2 separate regions of the Arachis hypogaea genome follow, and region 2 is linked to region 1. Evidence: chromatin contacts called from public Hi-C data. All regions are on one chromosome and are shown on one strand. The core of a region is the stretch at or near the end of the contact, and the rest is flanking DNA. Distances in the headings are between cores, read along the strand shown. Region 1 has its middle 7.4 kb from the start of LOC112706403. Region 2 holds the start of LOC112706414 (oligopeptide transporter 3).

Region 1 (7,774 bases), core at 3,942-6,441:
AAAGAATGAAAAAAAGAAGAATTTAGCCTTATGAATAAAATATTCTAAATTTCTAGGTTACTGGATTCTATCTCTTTTTTTAGTAATTAGACCAGCTTAATATGGTACACAACACATTAAAGTTTAGCAAATATTTTCATCTAACGTACAGCTACTTCCATGGATATTTTTTATTATTCCACCATTACTCCCTTATTTTTCCTATTGCGTTGTTCTCATAGAGGTACTTTCTTCTTCCTGCTCTTTCTCTATCTTTTTCTTTTTCAGGTACTCTCTCCTTTCTGTAGAAACTTTTATTGAGGTAGATAATTATTTTTTTTTATCGTTTTTACTTCAATACCATTTTAACCTTGTATTATATTATTTGATTTGTAATAAAAATAATAACAAAAATAATTAATCTTAAAATTTTTAAAAGATAAATATTATCAAAGTGAAATTGATCTTTTAAAATATTAAAAAATAATTTATAAATTGTAGTTGATTTTATATAATTTTAAAAAATTAGTTTTTTGATAAAAAAATTAATTTTCTAAATAAAAATATATTTTTATGTGCAAAAACTTTTTTTTATGTAAAAATGGATTTTTTTTATTTAAAATTAATTTGACTTATTAATCTAAACAAAACTTTTTATTAATCAAACTCAAATTTATTTTTTTGTTAATCTTAACCATATGTATTTCTACATATTAATAATAAATTTAAAAATAAAATAATTATATTTATAATTTTATTTTAATATAAATACTAATATATTTTTTTATTAAAATTTTTTGCTTCTTCAAATATTTTTTTCAAGTTCTGTCTGTACTACTATGTACTCTCATTTTTTTATTAAATTAATTTATATTTGATGTAGAAAATTTAGAATCACAGGACTATTTTAGTCCTTTTATATAATATTTTAGTCTTATCCATGTGTATCCAAACATAATACTAGACATTATATTAGTGTCTTGTCCATCGTATCCAAACACAATACACAAAGGATGGTTTTTATTGTCTCCGTCTCAGTGTCATGTTCTGTCCTGTCTCTAAAAACAAATACAACCTTGAAGAACGTACTTCCATGTTTCTAACCTACACATGTCTCTAAATTACATTTTCTATAATTGGCAAATCCTAACTATAGCGTTATAAATACTAAAAACTTAGCACAAGAATAACCAAGATTCGAAAAACCGGACCGGTTATCGAACCGTTCTAGTCACTGGTTCACTGGTTCATTGGTCTAACCGTAAAAACCGTTTTAGAATAAAATAATAAATAAATTAAAAATATACATCTTAAAATATAATTATAGTTTAATATAAATTTTAAAATATCTTCTACCATATGATCTTATCAAAATACAAACTCAAAATTTTTTTTAAAACACTCTTAAAAGATGTTTTCGAGCACTTTTGTCATAATCATCTTCAGCTTTACACTCATCACTCAGTTAAACAATTCACAACCCTAATCCTCTATGATTTTTTTGAAAAAATAAAATTCCGTTCAAGAAGAAAACCATAGCGGTAAATAATTGAGAATATTTGTCAGACTTAGCACCAAGATATAAAACAAGTATACATATAGGCCAGTATCAAGCAATCCAATTCTCAATTCCATGAATCATAAATATAAAGGTGTCTAAAATATTCACATAATTGATCAAATTCAACATTAAAAAATATCAAAAATTAAATTTTGCAATTGAAAAAAATGAAGTAAAGATAGGATTTTATACTCACACATTCCCCTTAATCTTGAACTATGTCTTAGCACATACTTTGTGGGCAGAAGCAAGATCATCTTTACAAGGACAACCCAATTCAATTGGAATATCAAACTCAGAACTATCACTCTCCAAATCCATGTGACAAATTCTACAATTTCTCTCCACTTTGTGATTAGTATTACTAATAATATTATTAATAATATTAATATTGCAAAGTAATTAATGGATATTGGAACTTTAAACTCTCTTTAACTACAAGCTGTAACATGACCCAAATAACAAATTAACCAATTTAATTAACACAACTCCAAACACAGCAAGTAATCTGCTTCATACACTCCTCAAAAGTGGTCTCGAATAATTTGCAATAACAGTAAATTATGTTTCATAAACAACTCAAATTGTCGAAATCAGAAACATGAAGCACACTATTTAGAATCTACAGAGTCATACCAATTTCAAAAAATACATAATTGGCACAATTTATCAAGCATGGAAAAACTAAGTTCTCAAAAAAAATTTTAATTGAAAATAAAAACACAGCACCACAGTCAACAGAGAACAGCAGCAAAGAAGACACAAAACAGTACAGTACATCACAATAGAACAATAGCAGTGAACAGAGCTAATCAATAATCAATTAATCATTCAATAATCCATATAATTGCTGAAAAAAATAAAACAAAAAAAAAGAACAAGCACTAGCAGTGAGTAGAGAAGCCATTGCCTTCTTCGATCTGAGCAAACTGGGCAGAGTATGAGAGAAAGTGGTTAAGCATGATGGACGATGGCGACTAGGCAACAAGCACGACGATGGATGGCAGCAGAAGCACGGATGAGCAAAGGTAGACCAGACGACGAACGCTAAGCTCGACGAAGAAGCTTCGATTGGAGTGAATAGGGGTTGGAGAGCTCAAGAAAGACGACGGCGCGACGGACGGCGACACTGTCTCCCTCCTTGCCGCGACGGTGGAGGCTACTGTAAACTAGGGTTTTTTTTTAGGAGAAGAGAGTTTCGTTTGAGAGAGTGAAAGTTGAGAGGAGTTGGAGTAAACAGGAGTTGGAAAGCTCAAGAACGACGACGGCAGTGTCTCCCTCCTTGCGGCGGCGGTGGAGGCTACTGTTAGTCTGCTAGGGTTTTTGTTTTGGGGGAAGAGAGCTGCTTGAGAGAATGAGAGTTGAGAGGAGGCACTGAACGTCTGAAGGCTTCCCATTTTTCCTTTTATCCAAAACGCGAAACGACACCGTTTTAGGAAAACCGGCCGGCTCTCGATTCGGTCCAACCGACCGGTTCTCGGCCGGTTCAGCGGTTTTTAAACTGTTTTGTAACTGGCGATTTTATAGGTTAAACCAAACCGTAAAAACATTCGGTTTACGGTTAAACCGGTCGGACCGGCCGGTTCGATCCGATTTTCAGAACATTGAGAATAACAGAGTACCAAACTAATAATTATGTCATACCAACCTAGCACAAGCAAATAGAGTTCTAAATTCCTCCTAGAGACTTAACTGCTAACTCATATAACTACATTCTCGTTCTTCATGACTACCCTAACAATGACCACATCCTTAAATTAAACAAACATAAGAAAACTAACCTCGAAGTCGGTCGCCCCGGCGTAATGCATCGTCTCGTTTAGCCTATTGATGTCTTCGTCATTCCCTGCCTCGCGCGTCATCACCGATTAAGTCGAAGGTATGGTCAGAAAGGATTAAAAATGGGGGAAAGAGATTGACAAAGTCAAACTGGGATCCGGAACTAAGCTGTAGACGACTTGTATATATAGGCGCGGACATGTCTTATCTCGTTTATAATAAGCATAAGTATATCTCGTTTACAGTGTAAACAAGATATACACGTCGACAAAAAAATTTAAATCGGTAAATACTTTTAAAATTATTTATTTTAGTAAATATTAATTTATTTTATTTATTAAAATAAAAAATCCATCCATCTTCTCCTCCACTCTTTTATCTCTTGTTCACATCATAATCTTATAATATATGCACGATTTTAAATATGTGTACTTAGTTATGATTTCTATTTTAGTTTCTCTTGTAATTTATGCTAATTTGAGCATGAAAATTCTTGCAGATACACTTTTACCATTAAGAATGACGAATTCAAAATATTAGAAATTTAGTATAAAAAAAAATAGTGACAGCATCATTTATCTAACTTATTCTGTATAATTTTATTCAAGTAATTCTTAAATTCAGAAGAATAAAAATATTTTTAAACAATGTTGGTCATAGAAACTATATTTATTTGTTGGTAAGAAAGAGACTTAATTAAATAAAAACATTATACATTTTAAGGTTGCGAAAAAAACTGAAAAGTGGGTATGGGGCTATACCTATATGTTTATAGATGATATTTATCTTTATATAGATGATTTTCAGAAAGAAATCGACCTTACATGAAGATAGTCAATTCTTATACGGTAAACTTTTAAAATTCAAATTGCTCAAAAAGTGTCCACAGTTCCATCAAGTAAATGAGTAAAAAATTAAAGAAGGCATCTTTCACTAAATAAAATGATAACAAAACAGAAATTCACATCATGGCGTGATGTTGCAGGTATGCCATGACATTGAAATTTATGGTCCTACTCAAGAATAATAAAAATTAAATCAACCAAGAATCAATCTAAAAATATTTTGTACATTTAAAAAATAAAAAATTATACGTCTTAAATTTTAAACTTACATATTTAAAATATATATATTAACTAATGATTGGTTAAATCTTATTTATTAATTATTATATGTCCGTATCTATTATCAAACTTCTATTGCATCTTATAATTCTTATGGATATGAATTAAGAGTCTCACGGGCTCAATGATTGCTGAATACAAATATTTTCCTGGTTTCACACCATTATTTGCTTAGAAATGTGTTAATATCAAGATGGCAAAATATGACGTCGCACCAACCTATATACAAAACAAGAAAAATTAATTATATCTGGCCTGGTTCACGGGTCATCTTTTCATCAGAACTTTCACTTGACTTTTTTTCTCGTTACCCATATTATTCTCTAATCCAAGTGGACAAAAATTAATTTATCTTTGACCAATAGGTTACGGTGAGATTTAATTCAATCCTTTTTTTATTACTATTACATAGAAAAAATATTTAAGAGACAATTAAAATCAATCAAAAATTAATCTAAAATTATTTTATTTTATATTTATTAATTATTTTTAAAATAAATATATAATATTAAATATAATAGATATATAATTTTAAAATTTATAAATATAAAATTATAAATATTAAGTTAAACAAAATAATTTTAGATTATTGTCTCTTTAGCATTCATCGACAAAAGACAAATAACTTGGAAGTCTTTTCAAAAACTAATGACTTTTGTTATTGGGATGCTTCTGAATTGTTGTTATCCAAGTAGAAAACATTAGGCATGCCCTAAGCTATAGAAACTAGAAAGTGTATTTTTTATTGCATATTTGGCATTTAAAAATGAACATTATTATTGCTACGGTCACGTTATTAATTAGTTGCAAGTGTGATGGACAGATGAATATTATTATTGTTGGTTCATTATTAATTAGCTGGCATTAATATTAGTTTTTAATTCCCGAAATAAATTAAACTCGATTTTGTTTCGTTCTTGCAGTATGTAACTTAGGGAGTGATGAATCTTTCACCAGTAGAGACTATATGAAGATGCGTTTCCATCTGAATAGAATATCATTATTGATGGCTCTCTAAGGCTATTAACGCATCATTGTATTTATTCAGTAATTCTGGCTGAGACTCAATTGTTTGGATGTGATCGATCACAATCCGTTGACCATTGTCATAACCAATAATATGCGTGGTCCGCACATATATATTTGTTAATTATTTTTGTGTAAATTACAGAAGGGATCGGAGGGAGAATTCATTCATCATAGAGTTTGAGCCTAAGAATTGAGGGCGCCCCACATCGTTCACATGCGCATATCACTTTTGGTTTTGGGTTCGATCATCAATGGTGTAATAATTTTAATTTTACCCCCTATTGTTTCAGTTAGTGTTATTCGCTTTGATATCATGGTTGATATTCCCATCCACCATTATGTTTAATTTGTGGTAGAAATGAGGTTCACATCAATGGTGGTAGGAGTAGATGCTTTCTTCATACTACCTTGTCCAGCTAATTTTATGCTTAATTAAAAATTAATACTGCCTTCTACCGTGTAGCTACTCGATGCGCCCCTTAGTAATTGAATTAGGCTAGATCTTTAAATCAATTATTCAAATAAAATATAAAAAAATGCTAGATCATCATAATTTTTTATTTTTTTCATTTTTAGCCATCAACTCAATTCTTTTAATTTACTAATTTAACAATATACTTTTATCTCACACTTTAAATATTAATGGCTATCTCATGACAAAAAAAATTCTAATAATTTTTTAATATTTTTCTAAACTATGTATTAAAAATACAAAATATATATTTTAAATATATAAAATAACACATGTATTTATACGTACAAATAACTAATTATATATAAATATATATATATCACTTTTATTTTCTAACAGTATCTTTAATCTAACCTACAAATTTAAACTCCAACTAAAAATTTGTCACTAATCAATAAATTACTAGTTATATACACGTACGAATATGAGACAGCATTTTTGTGATTTTGTCTTTCGTTACTATGATAAGTATGATGGAATCAAGCCTTTAACAGAAGAAAAGCAAGCAAAATCAGAATGAAACATTATCCATTTAATTTCCTTAAATTTGTACCACAAAGAGTAGTATCTGTAAATTAAACAATCTCCATCAATCAAACTGTTGTCACGGCATTATCTGAGCATATGAGTAAAATGCAACCATTACCAATCAATATACATATTGAAAATTACATAAAAACGATTGATAGATTATTATTGTTGACCATTTTGATTGATAAGTGTTGCACTCGAGATAAAGGCTAAGCGTTCATAAGCTAGTTGTCTTTTGTCTCATCCAAGGGAAAACGTTTGAAGAAGATGAAAGGGCCCGTTTACTCCAAAATGTGCCTAGAGCACTAATAATTAAGAGAAGATGGATAGTAAGCTCCAAAAAGCGAAGCTAGCTAGGCCCATAGAGGTCCAAATTGAAACACAGAGAAGAAAAGAAAGTAAGAAACCACTTTATATGATATGCGCTGCATATGTTGTTTTTGTGGCTTAGCCATTATTCATGAAGGTACCGCACAATCCCAATATCTGTTTGATTAAGACCTCAATTATCAGTGTTCCACATTCTCGCCTTTTTACTTTTGCATTATATGCCTGTATTTGTCTTAAAATTCTCTAATCAATGTACTCTCAATTCAACTTAGGCAATTATGCCTTGTGCGTGGTCCAAAACTATATGTACTGCTACTTGCACGTACAAACCAACCCAAAATGGGGAGATAAGGTGCATCATATTTCTCTGACCTTAGCTTCTTTATTTGTACTCCACTTTATGTTACAAAACGTTGCTATAGGATATGTCAAATGTGAAACGAGGCACATTAATTAAGGCTATTCACAATATATATTAACTCGTTCTATTTGTACCCTTATTTGGTGTTATAAGACGTTGATTCTTTGGAATAATCTAAGGCTTACAAACCGAAATAATATAAATTAGTTGAGCTACTTAAATTAATTAATTAGTATTTCCTCTAATTGTTTGTTCTGATCTGCTTCTTCCTTCTTTAATACTTGTTGCCTGCTTTCTGGTCCTCTTGTACACATATTCCACAAACTTGTCCGCTTCAAAGAATGAATAAACAAATGTTTGCATTGCATTGAGGACAGATGTGTAATTTCTTTTATTAGTCAAAGACTCAAAGGTGGTAGTACTGTAGCTGTATGTGGATGCAGTAACGGTTATTGCACCGATGGAATTAGGGGTGTTCATTTCGGGTGAAATCGAATTTGATATAATCTAAATCTGATCTGAAATATATATTGAATTTATTTGTTAGATTCGAATTTGACTTTAAATCTCATAAAATCTATATACTTTTGGACTATAATTATATTGAG
Region 2 (7,774 bases), core at 2,343-4,842, 63 kb before region 1:
GGGGAATCCACTTCTTGTCAGGGAAGATTTTGCTCAACACCCAAACAGGAACCGGCAACACGGCTCCAATCAGGAATAGCCACACCAGGTTTCGGTACAGCCCGCCGGGACCGAACAGGCGCCTTGGTCCGATCAGACCCCATATAACCGACGCATCAAAGGTTACTCTGTATTTGGGGCAAGTCCAAGGACTGTCATGGTGGGCCTTGTCATCCATGCATAGTTCCTTGATGTTATCCAACATCCACCAAGCCACTCCAAGGTTTACTATAGCAGAAATTATAGTTCCCACCAGCTATTTTGGAAGGGCAAAAGAAAAAAGTGAGTAATAAGAGTAAAGAAAATTTATAGAAAAGAAAAAGGACGCAAAGTAGGAGACTCGTACCTGAGCCGTATACATGCATCTTGGAGGAATTTTCATGTACTGTCCGAGTTTGAGATCTGACAAGAAAGACAGAGCATGGACAGTGCTGATTCTTCCATAAATTTTGAAGAGCAAGTTTGCAATTGGTTTTCCGGGAAGGACATAACCAATCATGAATTGTGCTATAATGTCATATCCAGGTTGCTGTTAAGTAACAAGGGAAAAATTCATGTTAAAGCTTGAATGCTCATGGATTCCCACTTTGCATTAATGGAGGGACATTGAGATGATAGAGATGGTAGAAATACCTGGTTAGTTGTTGCCTGGATGACACCAATGGGGAGGGTCACAATAATAGCTAGAGCAAAAGCAAAGATCATTCCCCACCACGGAAGTTGCACATCCGTTTTCCACACAAAAGACATCAGCAGGGATAGTGCTATGCTCCCAAATAACAAAATCAGGAACCACCATTCGGGTACTTGCTTATAAGCTTTCATGAGTCTACCATGGACATCCAATTTCACATTATTCATGGCTGATTTGCTCTGCCTCAAAATGTCACTGGGAAAAGGAAATTTATGGAAGATCAATCCAAGCATCTATCGAAGTGATTCATTAATATAAATACAAGAGAGAACAATTTGTGAAAGGCTATGATAGCAGCCTACCTGCCATAAAACAGCGCAACATGAGTGAGGGTTGCTGTAAATCTTGCAAAACCTGATCCAATTGATAGTGCAAACAGAGGGCTAAGGTATAACTTGCCATATTTGTTGTATGCATCTATGTCAAGATCATAGTTTTTGGTTAAGATCTTGGTGGTGTCATACTTCTGTCCGGTGGCCGTGAACAACTGATTAGAAAATATAGGGAACTTCTGCGCATCAAAAGTATTAAACTTCCAGTAACATATGGGCACGATTATGTAGATGAACATGATGAATCCAATTCCAACATTAACAATGGAAGACCATGGAGTAACAAGAGGGCTGCCATGGTAAGCTGAAATGCCAGCCCAATCAAAACTGAAGGCACCAATGCCGAGTCCATGATAAGCCGATCCAACTTGCTGCGCCGTGATGCTATGTGGCCATGCCCAGCACACCCATGAGAAGAATGTCAATACCATAAGCAGATATCCAGGGAGAATATAATACAAGAAGCTCACTCCCATGGCAATGAGGAAAAACTGCATCCTTGAGAGTCCTTTTGTTTTGTGGTCCTTTTCATGGAGTGCCCTGTAGAACAAAGGTACTTATGCAATCAGAATAACATTACAAAGGGAATAATGCACAAGCAAATATGACTACTAATTATTGGACTCTTCTGTTGCATAGATTCATTTTGACAAGATTCTAAATCATTGCCTATATGCAAAATCTAGAGAAGTCAATTTTAAACATTGAGAGTATAATATTAACAAATCTTCCACTTGAACTTTTTAACCTTTTCAATGTTATGTCTCTCCTCCAGAAAATATTGCACCAATGTAACAAAATAAAACAGAACTAATAGCATAAGCCTTTCAGCATCAGCAGTGAAGATGCCTTACTCCACAGGCGTAAGGCATCTAAAAGAGCCCAAGTGTGACGCTTGTTACTTACAACTGCCCGGTTGAGTCCACTAAGGCTAAAGAATATGTTTGCGTTTCCCATCATATGCTAGTGATAAGAATTCCAAGTCAATGACAAAATTGATTCGTGTTATCATTTGATTATTTCCTTATTCAGTTAGCACTTGGAAGAAATGTCACGGCTCCAATTGGGTTGATATCAAACGAAACAAATATTTCCTTAATTGTTTCAAGTCATTCTAAAGTTAATTTGTGATGTCTCAAATTCTAAAAATGCAAGAAATGCAAACTTCTGTGGAGTTCTTCCTCAACCAAAGGGTGGTCCATGGTTTTGTAAATTGGTGAATTCATAATGAATATTGAATAGAGAATATTAGCACACTACCAAGGTCCTTATGAAACCGTAACATGGAAGGATGGAAGAAAGAAAGAGAGCAGGAAATGAACCTAAAGAGAGAGACTTGAGCAAGGTTTGCTGGCCACCACATATCAACAGGATCAACCAGATACCTCCTCAAAATCCCAGCCCATCCATACCCCAAGACCTGCAACGCAATTTAGAACATTTCACTTTTTAAAAAGAAAAACTTTCCACAGCAGATTGAGACAAATAAGACCAGAATATTTGCTTCAAAGATATAATAATAATAATAATAATAATAAACAAATCCAAAAGAGAAGGACTTTTACTATTGAAAATTCGACTAATCTGTCACACTTTTTGCATCTATTAAAAAAAACCAGCAATTTGAAGATAGGATTGTGTATGTAAATAAACAAATACAGGAGAACATATTTTATTGTCGACGATTAAAAAAGGACAGATTTTGAAGACAGATTTCATTTATATAAGGGAAAAAAAAAAAAAAAACAAAACAAAACAAAACAAAGAAAAAGAAGATAAACAATTAGGATTACATCCTGGCATCTCCATTCAAACAAAAATGAGGAAGTAAGAGCTCCAGTGATTGAAAATGAGGAAGAAGGAAAAGATTAAAAACCTGGGTAGTTAAGACAATGAGGAGAGCACAGAGAAAGGTCAATGATTGTTTGTAATAAGCCTTCATAACAGTGATGGCACCAATGGAGTAAGCATCTCCGCCACCAGTGGAAACACCACAGTTGGCGAAGATGGTGATGATGACGTGTTCCTTCATGTTGAAAGGGCCAGGATTCAACGAGAAGCGCCAGCCAAGAAAGTTGTACTGGTCTGTGGGGAGAGTGGCAGCCATGAACCTTCCTATGGGAAGAACAAGGATTTGCATGAGGATGGCGGAGATGGTGAGAGGCTGAGTCCTGAAGGTGAAGAAGGTGTTGAGGAAGATGAGGAGCACGCATGAGGTTATCCCAAGAAACCAGGCTCTGAAAGTCATCACCGGAAGAGAAGGGTCGTCGGTCTCCGGCACCACAAGAGCCACCTCCTCGATGGGGCATCTTTCGTACGGAGGTTCTCCTCCGTTGGCGGCCTTCTCGGTGTCCGTGGGGTCATCGGCGTGGTTCTTGGTCGCCATTGGAGAGAGGAGGAAGGCAAAGAGTGAGTGAGAGTGAGAGAGTCAGAGGGAGAGTTGATGTGTTTTCTTTGTCGTTCTTCGCAGATACATGGACCTGTCTCTGCCTCTGCCCACTCCTTATAAAAATACTTTCACATTCCCAAAATGCCCCTATACATTTTTCTAAATATAAAATTACCCCTAATTAATTAGAATACTTAAAAAGTTTTTTGTGAACATTAAATAGAATTATATATTTCCATGTAATGATTTATGAGTTTAGTTTTGTAATTATGTTAGTTGTACACTAAAAATTAGTTATTAAATTAGTTTATTTGTATATAATATATATTAAAATATAAAATATACATTAAAATAAATAAAATAATATATGTATTAATATAAAAATATATAATAATTAATTTTTGTGTGTATATAATATTTTTTAATTTTGATGTATTATAATTTTTTTATATAATTATCTAATTATATTTATTTTTTGAATAATTATTTACATATTTAATATAAAATATAATTATTTTTTTAGTATAAATATGTAATATTATGTAATTAAATGTATATATTTTATAGAGATGATATATCAAATTAAATTCATAAATTTTTAGTGAAAAATGTTTATATTAATATAATATAATAAATTTAATTTTAATACAATATCAATATAAAACACATACATTTTATTATATAATATTATATTAATAAAAATAATTATGTAATTAAATTATTGTGTAAAATATTTTATACTATTAATACATTAAAATTAAACACTAATATATAGATACCAAAAAAATAGTAATATATTGTTATTTAATTTTTTATTTAATTTTTAAAATATTTTATATAATTATTCAATTAAAATAATTAATAATGTACAATTAATCCATATTATAGTGGTACTTAAATTGAATTAAGTCAAATAACAAAATAAGAATGTGGTATGACTAGCCTGGAAACTAGGGAAAGACTTTAAATTATAACCAGCCACTAATTCAAGTCGGAAAGCCTCGTCGGGCGAGTGAGAGCACGTTCTGAGAAGAGGGTCACACACTTCTCCTTCCGTTCTCAGTTAAAGGGGGTGTGCCATGTCAGATAAGTAGGACCCGCAACTGACGCATGGAAATTCTCTCCATGCCACGTTGGCACAATGTAACGGTTGCTCGTGTTATTCTCGTGTTGCCTGCATGATTACCAACTACTTAGTGGAGTCCACATGTTGCACCTACGTGGACCATAGTCTTCGGTTTATTCAGACACTTAATGGTGTTTCTCTAACAACATTAGTCAAAACTAGGAAGAGATTTTTTAAATTTAGTAAGAGTTTAGACAACATATTAAGTTTATTAGATGTTAAAATTTTAATATATTTATTAGAATATTTATAAAAATTAGCAAGTTTACTAATTAAGTATACCATTCTTATTTCTTCTTACTCATTTAAAAATTATTCTTATCCTCATGACTGTTAAAAAAAGAAGTTAAAAAATTAATAATTTTAATTTAAAAAAATAAAAAATTAACTAACATTAACTCAAATCCAATAATAAATATCACAAAAAAAATCCAATAAAAAATAACATTTATCACTAATAAATACTTGTGATTATTGGAAAAAAACAAATTTTTAAAAAAATGGCCTTTCGCTAATTAATTAAGAACTAATAATTAACAATAAGAACATTCTTACATGTATAAATCAAATCTAATAACTACTGGACTAGTTTAGTCCGTTTAGACCCGTTTTAAACAATTTTTTCCCTTAACAAAAGTTAATAACATGGAATGCTCTTTTAGAGTTTTATCACAAGAGAAGGATTAGTTAAATGTAGTACAAAAAATAATTAAAACACGCGATGAGATTGATCTTAATCAACCGATAGAGTCTATGGATATTTCGGAGATGGGAAATCCTAATGAAAGTGTGAATACAAAAATTATGTAAAAGATTCACCTTCTGACTCTCTTTGGATTTCTTGACTTAAAAAGACATTTCAGAATTTGATCTGGATAATGATATAGTAAAAGATAATTCCAATTCGAAAGACCGATAATATCAAGAATAATATCAAGAAGACAATGACAACACAAAAATGTTAAGAGTTTGATTTTTATCGGATAATTCTAATTTCAAAGGTTGAATTCAAAGATTTACTACTATAGAAATAGAGTTTAGCCATTAAATTTTAACTATCAATACTAAATTATGATAAAAATAAATTGAATGTGTCATCTATTTATCACGAAATATTATTACAATGATTAAAATTTAACCTTTTATCATAAATAATATTTTTTGTAGCATGAACGTGTCATGACTATTCTATCTTAAATAAATTAATTTTTTAAATAAATTTATTAATATATAGTATCATTTTTAAATATCCTAACACATATTTATGAAATTAAATCTAAAAATATAAAAAAATAAATTTAAATAAAACAAAAATTATAAAAATAAAGGTAATATTCTAATATTTGAGTTAATCGTAAAGATAAAATTTATTTAGTTAAAATAATATAATTTGAATAAATAATAAAAAGTTTAATAATTTTTAAATATAAAAAAATTCAGTTTTTATTAAAAATAAATTATTTTATCATTTTTTAATTTAAAAAAAATGAGGATAAGTTAAAAAAATTAATTTTTATTTACATGGTTTAGTACTCATTATATATTTTTGTGAGTACTGTACTCTTATTATATGCATAATTATTTTTTAAAAAATTATTTTATGAAATTATGAATTAAATTTTTTATTTATACTATTATTTAATTGGTATATTCTATTAATTAATTATTTTACAATTATTTTTAGTTATAAAAAATTAATACTAATTAATTTATGAATCACTTATATAAGATGGCAGCGAGCTTTTTTTCTGGGACCATTTGGTCTGAAATAAGGTGAGAAGTTAGGTGCAGTTGACTTCACGTTGATAACTGATAGCGGTTAGATGATTTGATTAATTTAATTAATTTTTTTTAACGATTCTCAACTATCAATTTCACGTAAAGTCGACTGCACCTGAGTTTTCACCCTGAAATAAAAGTCGAATGCTCAAAAATGATATCCAAGTTTTTCATTACCTTCCCCTTTTATATCTCCCTTATGAATATTTAATATTATCAGTTGGAATTGTAGAGGTATTGGTATTAAATGATTTTCTTCGTTAATTAGAAATTTAAAGACGTAAATTTGATGCAAATTTTCTGCTCTTTTTTGAAACTCATCTAAGTGGGATTGGAAAAAGGAAGTTAAGAATAAGTTAGATTTTGATAGTTTTTTGTGAAGAGGCAGGCTAGTGACCATTCTGGCGGTATCTGAGTTTTATTGGATTCGAGTATTTGAAATGTTGACATTTTAGGTCATAATAGTCAATTCATTCATCTTTTGGTATTTTATAATAATTCTGCTCTTTTGTTACTCAAAGCTATATACGATAGTCTTCAAAAAGGGAACAGAAAACTTCTGTGAAATAATTTGAGGCATTTGGAAGATAACATTAAAACTCTGGTATTTAAGTGATTTTAATGTTATTTTCATGACCATAAAAGATGTGGTGGTGCTATTTTTAGGATTGCGTCTTCGACTGTGATTTGGTTGATTTAAATTCTATGAGCTGACCTTTTACTTGAAAGAGAGGTAATTTGGTAGTTAGGCTAGATCGTGTTATTAGAAATTCAGATTGACAAATCTAATTTTTAAATAACTTTATTAAGCAACTTCCTATACTCAAATTTGATCACGCCCCCTTTTGTCTTTAATTATTTCAAAATACCATGGGCAATAAAGAAAAAAGACCGTTCTATTTTCTTGTGACCAGAACAATTCCGTTTTTGAAAATTTTTTAAAGAAAAAAAATTCTCTTTAGACTTTGTATTGCAAATTCATTGCCTAATAGAGTTAACTATTACTTGAAACATTTGCAATTTCGTCTGTGCAAAGAGTATAAAAAAGTGCTTGCTCAAGAGGAATTATCGTGGTACCGAAATTCTTAAAATAAATAGATCGAATCACTCATTCTAAAAGTTTTAGTTGATTTTAAGGTTAAAATTGAATTTTTGTTTTTTTAGATTTAGAGCTACGATATCATGTCATCATGTCACTCATCTCAAAAGCTTACACTGATGAAAAAGATAACACTAATGCTTGTATTTCTAATATTTCTTAAACCTTTATTATCCATATTGTACAAATATTTCATTGGCTCCTTATACTTTCTCTTTTCTTTCTTTCTAACATTTGTCAAGACATCTGTGACAACCCTTTCTACGTGCCTAAGAATAAGTTTTGAGCTTTAACAATACTGAACTTAACATTATGG

The links. Hi-C and Micro-C count contacts between places; a contact is called where the count stands out from the background.
Region 2: a contact with region 1 is called in a Hi-C map of leaf, with 4 times the contacts expected there. The contact joins the promoter of LOC112706414 here to the enhancer-like site in region 1. A contact is called at or near these places in 2 of 8 Hi-C or Micro-C datasets (both in leaf).

Annotation. Positions count from the first base shown.
Region 1 is chr1:104,529,263-104,537,036 of arahy.Tifrunner.gnm2.J5K5, reverse strand. No RefSeq gene overlaps it. Among protein-coding and RNA genes, the nearest start is that of LOC112706403, 7.4 kb to the right of the region's middle. Within about 2 kb of position 5,191, at least 1 of the 3 cell types and tissues checked has open chromatin away from gene starts, as enhancers often do.
Region 2 is chr1:104,591,152-104,598,925 of arahy.Tifrunner.gnm2.J5K5, reverse strand. It overlaps LOC112706414 (oligopeptide transporter 3), which reads right to left and starts at 3,592. Exons shown (of 6, transcript XM_025757713.3): 1 at 2,942-3,592; 2 at 2,388-2,485; 3 at 1,036-1,605; 4 at 673-928; 5 at 386-568; 6 at 1-295. The coding sequence starts at 3,451.